Regions from separate parts of the Mus musculus genome. Here all the other regions are linked to region 1. Evidence: chromatin contacts called from public HiChIP or PLAC-seq and promoter capture Hi-C data. All regions are on one chromosome and are shown on one strand. The core of a region is the stretch at or near the end of the contact, and the rest is flanking DNA. Distances in the headings are between cores, read along the strand shown. Region 1 holds the start of Myo1c (myosin IC). Region 2 holds the start of Prpf8 (pre-mRNA processing factor 8). Region 3 holds the start of Rilp (Rab interacting lysosomal protein).

Evidence for each region. HiChIP or PLAC-seq counts read pairs in DNA pulled down with a chosen protein or histone mark. Capture Hi-C pulls out chosen DNA fragments and counts their contacts.
Region 2: a contact with region 1 is called in an H3K27ac HiChIP or PLAC-seq map of extraembryonic endoderm stem cells. The contact joins the promoter of Prpf8 here to the promoter of Myo1c in region 1. A contact is called at or near these places in 3 of 39 promoter capture datasets (the HPC-7 cell line, neural stem cells and pre-B cells), 2 of 484 Hi-C or Micro-C datasets (both in embryonic stem cells), 4 of 115 datasets of contacts at active chromatin or transcription factors (embryonic stem cells, epiblast stem cells, extraembryonic endoderm stem cells and 1 more) and 3 of 9 other capture datasets (adipose tissue, liver and pancreatic islet).
Region 3: a promoter capture Hi-C map of adipose tissue shows a contact between it and region 1. The contact joins the promoter of Rilp here to the promoter of Myo1c in region 1. A contact is called at or near these places in 5 of 39 promoter capture datasets (embryonic stem cells, liver, macrophages and 2 more), 11 of 484 Hi-C or Micro-C datasets (the G1E-ER4 cell line, bone marrow-derived macrophages, embryonic stem cells and 3 more), 7 of 115 datasets of contacts at active chromatin or transcription factors (bone marrow-derived macrophages, embryonic stem cells, epiblast stem cells and 4 more) and 3 of 9 other capture datasets (adipose tissue, liver and pancreatic islet).

Annotation. Positions count from the first base shown.
Region 1 is chr11:75,653,816-75,658,552 of GRCm38.p6, forward strand. Myo1c (myosin IC) reads left to right here and starts at 2,200. Exons shown (of 32, transcript NM_001080775.1): 1 at 2,200-2,386; 2 at 3,677-3,832; 3 at 3,938-4,053; 4 at 4,537-4,735. The coding sequence starts at 2,369.
Region 2 is chr11:75,484,880-75,489,616 of GRCm38.p6, forward strand. It overlaps Prpf8 (pre-mRNA processing factor 8), which reads left to right and starts at 1,898. Exons shown (of 42, transcript NM_138659.2): 1 at 1,898-2,312; 2 at 2,746-2,914. The coding sequence starts at 2,213.
Region 3 is chr11:75,507,581-75,512,317 of GRCm38.p6, forward strand. It overlaps Rilp (Rab interacting lysosomal protein), which reads left to right and starts at 2,514. Exons shown (of 8, transcript NM_001029938.2): 1 at 2,514-2,792; 2 at 2,864-2,957; 3 at 3,052-3,158; 4 at 3,242-3,427; 5 at 3,709-3,854; 6 at 4,200-4,322. The coding sequence starts at 2,568. Prpf8 (pre-mRNA processing factor 8) reads left to right here. Exons shown (of 42, transcript NM_138659.2): 39 at 694-834; 40 at 941-1,080; 41 at 1,187-1,389; 42 at 1,555-1,867. The coding sequence ends at 1,709.

The sequences.
Region 1 (4,737 bases), core at 950-3,449:
CGAACAAGGCTTCTCACCTACCTACTCTCAGTTCCCCCTTCTAAAATAGGATAACAACATAACTCATGGTGGTACGTCCGGCACTGACGGGAGTGACATAAGCTAAGAACACAGGAAGCGCCTGGCATGGCGGTGTCCCTCACACCCTTGGTTCCTCACTTCACTTCCCCTCTCTGGACTCACGCTCCTGTCCAGAGAGGTGGAGCAGGCTAGAAGTAGATGCCGGGACTGTGGCTGGCCTCAGGCCCGGAGGGCGGCGGCTACACGCCCTCCTTCCGATGCGGGGCGGTGGCTGCGGGGGCGCCAGCGGGCATCCTAGGAATGCGGCTGCGCCGCTCGGGATGGGTGAAGTCCGTCGGACCCCTCCACGCGCGGATTCCCCTCATTCCAGCCGCTTGACGCGGCGGGGCGGGACGGGGCGGGGCAGGGCGGGCACTGCGGCCTCGAAGCCCCTCCCCTTTCAGTGCGCTCCTCCCACCAAGACTCCTCTGGCTGGAGAGGGAGCTCAATGAGGCCGCGGTAGGGGGAGGGGAGCGAGCCCATGCTAGTGCTGGGGACTCCAAGCTCTCCCACCTCAGGTCTTCTAATGCTCTGGGGTGGACTGAAGGTCGTATCCTCTCTATGCTTTTAAACCTGGGGGCATCGTAAAGGGCGCTCCCCTTTGCCCTGTCTTTCACCCATCTTCCACCTGCAGCACCCATTCCCCTGGCCCGCTCCAAAGGGCTTCGTTCCCCAGCTGGCGCCGCACACCACCCCCACCCCCGGGTTGTGGCTCGAGCTGTTGTTCACGAAGTAATGAACCATCCTTCCCCTTGAGGCCGCAAGGCAGCACCTGTCGCAGACTCACCTCCTCCCCAGGGAGTCCCCGTCCAAGGGGTGGGGCGCTTTGGTGCTTTGGGTTCTTACTCCCCCTATCCTCCCTAGACCAAGTGTATACCCTCGGTATATGCTTCAGGTTCCTTACAAAGGGCGAGGAATAGATAAGGCACTTGAGAACCCTTTGCAAATGGTAGATATAGGGGCGGACGCTTTCTTCACTAGACAAGAAGATTGGACTCTCCCCCAAGTCCCTCAGTGCGTGTAGAATGAAAGAGGAAGAGGGTAGTAGTGGTGTTGATGGCTTGGTCAGTGCTTCATTTCAGGCAACCCAACAATTCTGGCAAGTATCAGCCAATCGGCCTCTTAAGGCACTTACTCATGATCATCATCCTGCTAGTAAGCAAAGGCCAGGCTGGTTTTGTTGTTGTTGTTTTGTTTTACCGTAGACATCCATATGCCACAAGAGGTGGCAACTGACCCAAAGTCCACTCCACTCCTCTCACACACTCTTCTCGGGCCTAAAAAGGGCTGATGTCGTCAGAGAACCAGCGAGGGTGCTGGACAGACAAGGAAGACAGCTGATGGCCTGTGTTCAGGGAAGAGCGGAGATCCAGAGGGAAGAGAAAGAAGGGAAGAGAGGAGAGGAGCCCATGGGGCAGGGCACTGAGTCCGGAGGATATTCAGGCTGGAACATAAGGTTATTGGCTGCACACGTAGGAAAGTCAGAAGGGTGCTGCCTACTCGGCAAACAGGCTTCTTTAGGGGTCATGCTGGGTCAAAAAGGGCACCCTGCTCTGACCCTAGGATTTGTTTCTTAGCTAGGGAAGAGATCTTTCAAGAGATGTTTCTCTTCTGGCTCTCTTGGCACAAGTTTGTAATCTTAGTACTCAGGAGGCTGAGGCAGGAGGCATCTTGAGTTCCAGGCCAGATTGGGCTCCGTAAAGAGACCCTGTCTCAAACAATTTCTTTTCTAAGGATTTAAAGAATGGAGCCAGTCCTTTGGGAGTGTGTATGGGGGTGGACAGTGTCCCGTACAGAGGCTCCGCCTGTCCCGGGGCGCCGGCCGTATTTGGACATTTCGTTCTATTTTTAACTTTCCCGGGACTCGAGGTTGGGGGTGGGGAGAGAAATCCTGCTTCCCCGGTGACCCACGGGCTTCAGCCCTCGTCTCGCGCGGGGTGTCCAGCCCCGTGCTGTAGACACGAGCCCGGAAGTGAGTTCCGGAGCTGTGTAGACGCGGCGGCCGCGCGGGTTCCGGGCCCCACCCTGGAACTAACGACGTTCCTCCTGGAAAACCTGACTCAGGCGGAGCCCGCGGCACGCAGGAGGCCCCGCCCCTCGCGCGCCCCCTCTTAGGTCCCGAACCCCCTCCCACCCAGCCCGGCCAGGCCGGCTGCAGTGGGTCCTAGGGTCGGGACTCCGAGCCCCCTGAGCCAAGGGGCCTGCAAGGGGCGGTGCAGGGGGCGGGCTGGCCCCTCCCTCGGTTACGCCGCGGCCGAGTACAGACCAAGAGGCGCGGGCAGCGGAGCGGGGCGCCGGGTCCGGCAGGATGCGCTACCGGGCATCGGTGAGCATGGGCGCGGGCAGGTTTGGGGTCCAGGGTATCTCTCGGTGGCCCGCGGCGCTCCAGGGCCGGCCTTGAAGCGGGCGCGGCCCAGGAATTTCGGTGGAAGATGTCCCTGAAAGTTGCTAGAACAGGAGGCCGAGGCGGAGAGGGCTGCAGAACGCTCGAACCCAGGACCATGTGGTCGCCCCTGGTGATGGCTAAGACCCCTCCCACTTGAGGACCAGGGGGCGTTGGCTGCGGTGGTGTTTGGCAGCAGCTTCGGGCTGGGTGGGTCAGGGGTGGGCAGGTCTGAGGGAGACAGGCCCTGGACTTGAGGGGTGACGGAGAAGCAGAGAACTGAGCAACTAGGGCTAGAAACCAGGGTCAGGGGAGACTTGGTGACCTCCCTGGAATTTACAGCGGCTCCCAGTACCTTCCTCTTCCTTGACACCCCCCTACCCCAGCATTTTCTAGATCTGCAGGCCCTCTTTGAAAGGAAAGCTCTGCTTAAGACGCGGCTTGAGGGTCTAGCTAAGCCTGTACCTGCCCCACCCTTGGGTGGCAGCTGGGTTTCCCCTGGGAGAACCCTCCACCTCCTGAGGCTTCTCAACGGTGGAGGAGCTGCGGGAGGAGGGGGGGCGGGGGGGGAAGCCTAGCAGCTGGAGAGGAGGGAGTGGCTCCAGTTGAGGGAGGGCAGGCCACCCGCTTCTGGGGTGGGCATCAAGTCCAGCTGAGGTGGTGGCCCATGGGGAAACCCTCTCCTAGGACGTGAGCTCTGGCTTGATCCCTAAACAACTTCTACTTCTGGGAATTTGGGGTGGATGGGAGTTGGAGAGATGGCCCCTCCCTGTCTGCAGAATTCCCTCTGAACCGTTTGTCCTCCAAAGCACCTGTAACACGTAGCTGGGATTTGAGGTCACCTGAACTAACCCACTCCTGTTCTCTGAAGAGGAAGCAGTCCTGAGAAAGGAGGAGGTTTGTCCAAGGTCAACACCAGCATTCTTTCTGCCGTTCCTAGGAGCTCCTTGTCATGTCCCACCTTCCTCAACTCAAAATGCCGCTGCCCTGGATTCCATGCAGTCGTTCAGTGTCTGCTGGGCCCTTTGTGCTCCTATGGGCTGTGTGCATGGTCCATATGTCCCATAGGGTCTCTTATCTGCATTCCAGCATCCTGCAACCCAGCCATATGTCCGGAACATGTTCTGTAGCCTGTGTCCAAAGTGTCCCTGCCTTCTACATCCTGCAGGCAGGGTAGGAAACGAGACTTTAACCTGCAGACTCTGACAGCGTCTTGTGGCTGGTTCCTCACAGGCCCTGGGCAGTGACGGGGTTCGAGTGACCATGGAGAGCGCCTTGACTGCCCGAGACCGGGTAGGGGTGCAGGACTTTGTCCTGCTGGAGAATTTCACCAGTGAGGCTGCCTTCATTGAGAACCTCCGGCGGCGGTTCCGGGAGAACCTCATTTATGTGAGTGCCATGAGCACGGCTGGGCCCAAGGACCTAGGGGAAGGTGGCAGCAGGAACCTTCAGGAAAAGCCTCTGACCCTTCTCCCCCACCCCCCCAACCCCCAGACCTACATCGGTCCTGTCCTAGTCTCTGTCAATCCCTACCGAGACCTACAGATCTACAGCCGGCAGCATATGGAACGCTACCGTGGTGTCAGTTTCTATGAAGTACCACCTCATTTGTAAGTGATTCCCTTGCCTTTCCAGGAGTGACCTACCCTGTCCTCTTGCAAGATGACCCCATCCAAACCCCACTTTGAAATGATTCCCTGACCCCTGGGTGACTCACTGGTCACTACTGAGAGGAATCCCATGGTTGTTCACCTATGGTCACCTCAGTTCTCATTAGTTGAACTCTGAGTTCTGTCCACCAACCAGGACCCTCAGCTCCTGAGCTCAGTTCCCATCCTGAAGTATTCCTTTAACTATCTTAACATGGCCCACCTGTGAGGACTCCCAGCCTCATTCAAGTACCCAGCTTCCCCATGGCTGGCACCTCACTTGGAGTGATCCTCAGCTGGGCAGGTGTACCCTGTGAGGGCTTCCCACCTGTCCACCCCCTTCTCCATCTTCCAGGTTATAACCCCCATATTTTACAAGAGTGGTTCCCGTCAGGTATAGGTGGGGTACCACTCTGGGAACTCCCTGACAAATCTCTGCCCCAGGTTTGCAGTGGCTGACACTGTATACCGGGCACTTCGTACTGAGCGTCGGGACCAGGCAGTGATGATTTCTGGAGAGAGTGGGGCAGGCAAGACAGAGGCCACCAAGAGACTGCTCCAGTTCTATGCAGAGACCTGCCCAGCCCCTGAACGGGGTGGCGCAGTGCGAGACCGCCTGTTGCAGAGCAACCCCGTGTTAGAGGT
Region 2 (4,737 bases), core at 648-3,147, 170 kb before region 1:
GTTTCTTTGTATACCCTGGCTGTCCTGGAACTCACTTTGTAGCTGGCCTGGAATTCAGAAATCTGCCTGCCTCTGCCTCCCAAGTGCTGGGATTAAAGGTGTGCACCACCACTGCCCAGCCCTGGGCTCAATTCTTAACATTGTGGAGAGAAAAGTATTGTAGCTGTTCTGGCCACCTGGAATTACTTTGTTTCTGATCTTTTGCTGCAGTCAAATCCTTCTCATCCATCTTTCCTCGTCAGGCTATAATATAGACTCTCCTTGCAATACTTGGAAATGCTCTACAGTCAGCTACATCCTCAGTCCTGCTCCTATATTTTTTCCTAAGCTTCCTTCTAAGGTCTTTATTGGTTTATGATTTACACAGAACATTTTTTTTTCTTGTCTATAGCATGCGTTAGAGTGATCGTTGCCAGATAGAGGAAAGAGAAATGAGAGAAGAAGGTCGTTACCAGTGAAATTCCCCAGAGACATTTCTAAGTTTTCTAGGTTATCTCCTTTCCATCTCCCAAAGAAGCACGATTATTTGTTTTGATACAGTCTCTCTCTAGATCCTTGGCTGTGCTGTACTGGAACTTGCTATGTAGATTTGGCTGGCCTTGAAAACACAGAGATCACCTGCCTCTGCCTCTCAAGTTCTGGGATTACCATCATGGCTGGCAGGGTTTTTATTTTTATTCTTCAGTTAATTTTGTTGCTTGAAGCTCCAGGCATTAAATCTAGTACGTTACTTCTAATAATCAAGCATTAAGCTCAAAATCTGGCGCCCTGAAGTCAGATTACCATGCTATGCTTGCCAGTGCTCATCATGCTGTGTTACAAGAATCTTTAGGCGTTGGGAGAGACAGCTTAGGGGTTAAAAAGATTTACTGCTTTTGCAGGGGACCCAGGTTCCCAGCACCCAAGTGGTAGATCATACCTATCTCCATTCCAGGGGAGCTAATGTCTTCTTTTAATCTCCCTGGGTACCAGGCATGTCCGTGGTGGGCAGACATACATGAAGGCAAAACATTAATGATTCTTTGTTTTGTTTTGTTTTGTTTTGTTTTTGAGGTTTGGTAAACACTATATAGCCGAGGAAGAATTTGAATGTCTTTTTGAAAAAAAAATATTTTATGTATATGGGTTGTTTGGGTTGCATGTATGTATGTGCACCATGTGTGTTCTGTATCTACAGAGGGCAGAAGAGGGTTTTCAGATCCCCCTAGAATCAGAGTTTCGGACAGTCGTGAGGCACCATGTGCTGGGGATCACACCAGGTTCTCTAGAAGAACAGCTAAAGCTCTTAATCGTTTAGTCCTCTTTCCAGGACCAGACTTTGAATTTATGACTATTCTGCCTTTAACCTCCCGCCCCTCCACCCCCACCCCCCACCCCCCACCAGTGCTGAGATCCTACAGGTCTATGCATTGCCAGAAATGGAATGAACCAAGGGCCTCCTGTACAAACTGAAGTACATTCCCATCCCAGATCATCATACATTTTTGCCAGCCTTCCTTCTGCCTTGGATGGTCCAAGAGTTATTTGACTCTTTGGTACATAGTTACCACTATTAACAGTAATGTAATGAAGGAATAGAAGAACAAAGGATTCATTGAGTAGGAGTTAGTACTACATATCAGCTCTGAATTCATGAGAATAAATATAGGGGAAATGTGCAACGTACGCAAACTTATTAAAATTGTATGGCTTTGGCTTTTGAGGAACAATATCAATAGCCAATTAAATGTCAGATCTATTAGAGAGGGCTCCTAAACTGACTGGCAGAAGGCGGGGCGTGAGCCTACCCTGACCACACCCCTCGCCCTGAAATCCGCTTTTAGACCCGCCTCTCCGGCTCGGGCTGCAACGTCAATTGGAGATGTCGCTAATCCATCAGAGCATCTCGGCGTCTATTGGATGAGCTTCTGAGCCTGGTTGCGCACTTCCTGGAGTTGGGAACGCGGAGCGGACGTCGTCTTTCCGCCATTGCTCTGCGAGCCTAGCCGCTACCTGAGTGAGGGGCGACAGGTGGGTGGTGGGCGTCTGAGGCTGAGCGCAAGGTAATCGAGTGGGCCGAGCGGCCCGAGGAGCTGCGCCAGGCCCGGGTCCCGAGCGCTCAGCCCGGCTAGAGTGCAGGCCAGGGGGCTCCGGACGTGTTCCATCTGCCCCTTGTGGGCCCGGGCCTAGCTCATTAGTTTTGGCCTGCCTCTCTATCCCAGATTCTCCCGGCATGGCCGGAGTGTTTCCTTACCGAGGGCCGGGTAACCCGGTGCCCGGCCCTCTAGCCCCGCTGCCGGATTATATGTCAGAGGAGAAGCTGCAGGAGAAAGGTGAGAGGCGAACGGGAACGGCGTGCGCGGGCTCGAACGTGTAGGCGGGTTTCATTTCTTCCCTCCATAGGCAGGTCATCAGGGGTGTGCTTATTAGCAGTATTTACATTTTTAAAAATTGAGTCCAATCATTGAAAGTTTGGAAGTGCCTGTTATTTTGCAGGAGCTTATTGTGTACGTGTGTGTGTGTAAAATGCATCAATGACGATAAAACCTGTTTCCTTATAGGGTTTGCATTACTATGTAGGAATTAGACAACAACCCTCCCCAAAACATCTATAGCAAAAATATCAGGTGGTTTGGGGTAGTAAAATGGCAGGATACTTGGCAGTGAGTATTTCTCTTCACAGCATGCCGAGGGTTGCCCCAGGGCAAGAGTTAGGGATAATTAGGGTAAATGTGTGCAGCCCTTTAAGCTGAGGTGCTTTTCTAGCTCGAAAATGGCAGCAGTTGCAGGCCAAGCGATATGCAGAGAAGCGGAAATTTGGGTTTGTGGATGCTCAGAAGGAAGACATGCCACCAGAACATGTCAGGAAGATCATTCGAGACCATGGAGACATGACCAACAGGAAGTTCCGTCATGACAAAAGGGTCTATTTGGGGTGAGTAACATCCCAGGATAATATCATATGGAGTTTGACTTCTTTCCTTCCTCTGCCCCTTCATTGACAGTGCTGGATAGAGGGACTAGCATTTGGAATGTGACTTTTTAACTGAGACAGTTTCCCTGTGTGGGCATTTTTGCCCTGGATTTAGCTCTGTAGACCGGGCTGCCCTTTAACCGATAGGGATCCCCATGCCTCTGCCTCCAAAGAGCTGGGATTGAAGGCAGATGTCACCGTGTCCAGCATGGAACATGGCTCTAGGCTGTACATAGGATGACTGTAGGAGTAAGGCTAGGACCACTGGGATTCTGTGATAGTTTCCAGATCGTCTACCTATGCCATTGATTGTTTTGCTTTGCCCTGCTGGTGTTGTTGTAAAATGTCTGGTATTGTGGAACTGTTTGAAGCTCAAATTAAGACACTAGGCATTCTGGATGCCTCTTTGGTCACTATCATTCAGAGGTTTAGGATAGTTCATTCCTGGGGTCGCTCTTTTACTGTTAATTCTTCCACCTCAAGCTGCAGAGATTCTTAACATTCCATTTGGATACAAAAATTTGGCCTGTTAATTAATTGATGTGGGGGAAGCCTTGGAAGTTTTTTTGTTTTGTTTTGTTTTTGTTTTTTTTCCTTTTTAAAGATTTATTTAATTCATTTATATGAGTGTACTGTAGATGTCTTCAGACACACCAGAAGAGGGCATCAGATCCCATCACAAATGGTTGTAAGCCACCATGTGGGTGCTGGGAATTGAACTCAGGACCTTTGGAAGAGCAATCAGTGCTCTTAACTGCTGAGCCATCTTTCTAGCCCCACCTTGAGAGTTTTATTGCAAAAAATAATTTCTTAGCCAAAAAATAATTTCTTAGCCAGGCAGTGGTGGTGCACGCCTTGAATCCCAGCACTCGAGAGGCAGAAGCAGGCTGATTTCAGAGTTCAAGGCCAGCCTGGTCTACCGAGTGAGTTCCAAGACAGCCAGAGCTATATAGAGAAACTCTGTCTTGAAAAAACCATTAATAGAAATAACAATACATGATGTGAATAAAAGTACGACGGCAAAAAAAAAAAAAAAAGAAATAACAATAACAACAACTTCTTGCCGGGCAAGGTAATAGCATACGCCTGTAACCCCAGCACTTGGGAGTCTGATTACTTTGAGTTTGAGGATGGCCTGGTTTACAGAGTGAGTTCTATAACTGATAAGGCTGGACAGAGAAACTCTGTCCTAAAAAATAAAACATCAACAACAAAAATAACTTAAGCAGCCGTGGTAGTGTTTGCATGTAATCTCTGCCCTTAGCTGCAGAGGCAGGAGAATCATGGGCTTGAGGCCAGTTTGAACTACCTGGTGAGATGCTCCATCAAAAACAGCAAAGCCACGTGTGGTGGCACAGGCATTTAGTCTCTGTGCATGGGAGACAGAGATAGGTGAGACTTCTGTTCTATACAGTGAGTTTCAGGCCAGCCAGGGCTATACGGTGGGACCCTGTCTCAAACAAACAACAATAAACATTATTACTGTTATTATTGAAACTTGCTTTTGGTCTTCAGTGAATAGACCGTATTGGTCCTTTTTTTTTTTTTTTTTTTTTTTTTTTAGGAGTATAAGTTTAGTGGTATGATGGATGAGAGACAAATGGTTACCACATAGAACAGGGAAGGTATTGGAATTTACAGGAAGGGTAGAAGGAAGTTGCTTTCAAAGGGACGGGTGTTAGTTTCTACAGACTGGGTCCCGCACCAAGACATTTGAAAGGGAGAGTGGTATTAGATGAAGGTGGAGATGAGGAGGCAGGACTTGTGATCGTGTAGGACCTTAG
Region 3 (4,737 bases), core at 1,264-3,763, 150 kb before region 1:
CATATAATAAATAAATAAATCTTTAAAAAAAAAAAAAAGGCTACAGATATAGAGAAAGCTCAACCACAGAATGCTTACCCGGGATGCATTACCTATGCACACCTGGGTTTGGTTTCTTGAGAAGAAAAAAACCCTGAGGCCGCTGAGGTGGCTCAGTGGGTGAAGCACTTCTCACAGGAGCCGGACAAGCTGAGTTTGATGCTCCAGAACCCCTGTATAGGTGAAAGGAGAGCCTGTCCCATAGAATTTTCCTCTGACCTTCACATACACTCAGTGCCATACAGAATAATAATACATTAAAAACATTTTTGTTTTTGAGACAGGGTTTCTCTGTGTAGCCCTGGCTGTCCTGGAACTCGCTTTGTAGACCAGGCGGGTCTCGAACTCAGAAATCCACCTGCCTCTGCCTCCCAAGTGCTGGGATTAAAGGTGTGTGACACCACGCCCGGCTAAAAATATTTTTGTATGTAGGAGTTTTTTCTGTACACCATATTCAGGCAGTACCTGTAGAGAGCAAAAGAAGGTCCTAAAACTGGAGTTGCAGACAGTTGTAGGCCACCATGTGGCAGGTCCTCTGGAAGAGCAACCAGTACTCTTAACCAGTGAGCCATCTCTCCAGCCCCAACAATAAAATTTTAAAAACTTCTGGCATTCTGGGTTGGTACTAAGAATACCTTCTGATCTCATCTCTAGATTGCAGGATACCTGTATGGGGTGAGCCCTCCAGATAACCCTCAGGTGAAGGAGATCCGTTGTATTGTGATGGTGCCGCAGTGGGGCACGCACCAGACTGTGCACCTGCCCAGCCAGCTGCCCCAGCATGAGTACCTCAAGGTTAGTGGTGGTGGAGCCTGGGAGTGCACTCACTGTCGTGCTACCCTAATGGGGGACATTTGTCTGCAGATGGGTTGAACATCTCTTTATTGCTGTTTGCCTACAGGAGATGGAACCCTTAGGTTGGATCCACACTCAGCCCAATGAATCCCCCCAGCTATCACCCCAAGATGTCACCACTCATGCCAAAATCATGGCTGACAACCCATCTTGGGATGGGGAGAAGACTATTATCATCACGTGCAGGTTGGTGTGGGCCTCTTGGGTGGAAATATTATAGAGCAGGCATTGCAGGCCAGGACCTGGATTGGTGGCTTGAGCGCTTACCCTGTCCCTGTCCCCCCCACCCCAGCTTCACACCAGGCTCCTGCACACTGACAGCCTACAAGCTGACACCCAGTGGGTATGAGTGGGGCCGGCAGAACACAGACAAAGGCAACAACCCCAAAGGCTACCTACCCTCGCACTACGAGAGGGTTCAGATGCTCCTGTCTGACCGATTCCTCGGCTTCTTCATGGTCCCCGCCCAGTCCTCCTGGAACTACAACTTTATGGGTACGTGGTTGTGTGTGCCTAGGAAGTGTGGGGTAGAGACAGGTGACCAGCATGCTTGGTCATCTTGTCATCTTGAGGTCTGGCTGCCTTGGAAACGGTCCAGGGGCCCAGGCTGGGTGAGGCAGGCAGAACCTTATTAACTTCTGATGTTTCCCCTCCCATTAGGTGTTCGACATGATCCCAACATGAAATACGAGCTGCAGCTGGCAAACCCCAAGGAATTCTACCATGAGGTCCACAGGCCCTCCCACTTCCTCAACTTCGCCCTTCTGCAGGAGGGTGAGGTCTACTCTGCAGACAGAGAGGACCTCTATGCCTAGTTACTTCCTTCTGCTTCAGATCCCCAAAGCCTGGAGCCTCTTGAACGCCCTCCCCAGACAAGCTGCTGACATTCAGCAGTCAGCCCCTTTGCGTTCTGTGCTTGTGTTGTTGATAGATTGTAATCCTGAACAAAATGTAATAAATTTTATAAATAGTGCTTTTGTTTTCTTGCTGTTATGAGGTCAAATTCTGGGCATAGGCGTTTGAGGATTGGGGACTAGCTTGGGCAGTTGACAGCAAGGTACTGGGCCCTGCCTTCAGAGCCTTGAGGCCTTCTCCGCTGGAGGCTTAGAGGCTCCCTAGACTCAGGGAGCTGAGTTGGGGCTGGCTTATTACTTTGAGCATATTTGCTGGTTTCTCTGTAAAAGTACTTGGAGTCTACCTATTTTCAACATCACTTCTTGGACTGTGTGGTCCTCCTATAGCTGTAGTGCCCGGTCTCGTTCATTTTTGTAAACTGTGTGGTTCCTAGTGGGGGAACATACTTAAGTGACTGTCCCTGCAGTCCAGTAGAGGCTGTTTGCTGACCTTCAGTCTTTCACCTCTTGGCAGCCAAGTCCAGGGGTGGAGCCCGGGTCAGGCGCTATGGGGAGGGCTTGCCTGAAGTGACCACTTACAGCTCTAGTCCTCAACTCTTGGATACCTGCCTGGAAGTTGGCCGACCTGTATCCAGTGACCTTGTAGGGCACAGGGAGCCCAGAGCACTCTCCCACTCCAGGGCCTTTTTCCCTATTTGTTCCTCCCGGGTTGCTTCTACCCCGCCCCTTATGGCCCTAAACTTCCTGGGCCGGAACTGTTAAGCTTTTTCCTGCACCAGTTAAGGGTGTGGGTGGCTTTTGACCTTAAGAGAGGAAAAAATGGAGCCCAGGAGGGCAGCGCCCAGGCTACCCAGTCAGGCCTCTTCTTCAGTGGGCGCAGGGTCAGCCGCCGAGCTCGTGTACCATCTAGCGGGGGCTCTGGGCACTGAGCTACAGGGGCTGGCACGCCGCTTCGGACCCGACGCGGCGGCTGGGCTGGTGCCACTAGTCGTGCGGGCGCTGGAGCTCTTGGAAAAGGCCGCCGTGGGGCCGGCTCCGGACTCGGTGAGTCACCGGCTCCTCCTTTTACCCCTGAGAGCCGGCAGGCCTAACCCTGAGACCCCTGGCTCCCCCAGCTGCAGGTGTCCGCACAGCAGGCAGAAGTGGAGCTGCGGCGGCTGCGCGAGGAGAACCAACGCCTCCGCCAGGAGCTAGGCTCCGGGCCGCAGGGTGAGTGAGGGTCCCACCGGAGCAGAGCGAGCTGGGGGCAGCCGGGGCCTGCGTACCCCAGAGATCGGTAGTGCTAAAGACACCCCTTCCTCAGAGGAGCGCGCGCTGCTCCGACAGCTCAAGGAGGTGACAGACAGACAGCGGGATGAGCTTCGGGCACACAACCGAGATCTGCAGCGCCGAAGCCAAGAGACCGAAGCGGTGAGGGCGGGGCCAGGCGGAGTGGGGTGGGGCCGCTACGGCCCTCGGAGCCCCGCCCCTAGCTCTCTCGCTCCACCCCCTAGCTGCAGGAACAGCTACAGCGCCTCCTGCTGATCAACTCTGAGCTGCGGCACAAGCTGGCTGCAGTGCAGACCCAGTTGAGGGCCGCCCAGGACCGGGAGAGGGAGCGCCAGATAGCTCAGGATGGCTCCAGCCAGCTGGCTAAAGAACAGAGCTTGGAACCTGATGCGGCAACCTCAGATGACCCGGTAAGAGACGGAGCGAAGTCAAAATACATCCCAGAGCTCACAGCATTCAGCAGTTGATGACCCAGCCTGGGTTTACCTGGCATGGATGTACCATGCAGTATAGAAGGTACCCAGGAAGTTGGAAGGTAGCAACAGCAGTTGTGTGCTATGTACACCTATGTAGCAGCAACTTTGTCCTCTAAGTTTTCCCAGCAGACACTTCCCATAATATTATTGTGAGCGCTGGGACTTAGGGAAGAGCTAAGACAGACTGCTCTCTGACCATTCCTGACCTTGTACAGGTGGATACTCAGAAGCAGCCAGGGAACCTTCCAGAAGCTGTCCAGTGTGGATTCAGCAGGGAAGAGCTTAAGCAAATCCTTCAGGAGCGGAATGAGCTCAAAGCCAACGTGTTCTTGCTCAAGGAGGAGTTGGCGTACTTCCAGCGGTGAGGGACTGGAAGCCAGGATGCCTGTTCCTGGTCACCCCACCTTATTTTTTGGATCGTTTATAGATCAGCAGTGACAATTGCCAGGGTCCTGCTCAGGCACTGGGAAGAAGTAACTTCCACAGTCCTTGCCCTTCTGGAACCTCACTCAAACAGGGCAGCACCAGGGGTCACCAAACTGAAGCAGCAAGCCTTATCCTTAGGAGGGGCCATCTAAGCTCATTTCAGAGGTGTTGGCGGTATAGAGCTTTCACGGGTTTCCAGGGGAAACAGTGAGCAGAGCTCAGGTACTTGATTGACACCTCCTGTTGGCCTTCCCACTTTCTTCCCTTCCTGCTTCTCTAGAGAGCTGCTCACAGATCACCGTGTTCCTGGGCTTCTGCTTGAAGCCATGAAGGTGGCAGTCAAGAAACAGAGGAGGAAGATCAAGGCCAAGATGTTAGGGACACCTGAAGAAGCAGAGAGCAGGTAAGATCCTGCCTCTGTGCTCACCAAACGAACCCCTTGGCCTGCTGCAGTTCTGCTGTGCCCAGTGATACAACTTAGCTGTGCCTGGCACCTCACTCAGCCTGCTCTCCAGCTGCCGTCCTTTCCTCTGGAATCCACTGCTCCCGCTTGCCCCGGCTGCTATGCCTCCTGCTGAAGAAACTGTCCATGCTACTTCTCCAGACTCATGTTTCCTTCCTTGGCTGGATCTCTTTACTAAAGGAAGCTATGCAGTCTTGTGAGGGGCTGTTGTCTGCCTGGTTATAAAGAGTCCCTGATCCCCTCACTGTCCCCTCTCCAGCCCTGAGGCCTCTGTAGTCACTCCATCCTCCCCTGATGTTCCTGAAAGTCCTTCAGGAGGTTCCACACAAGCTGGACTCATAGTATCCCTTAGGCC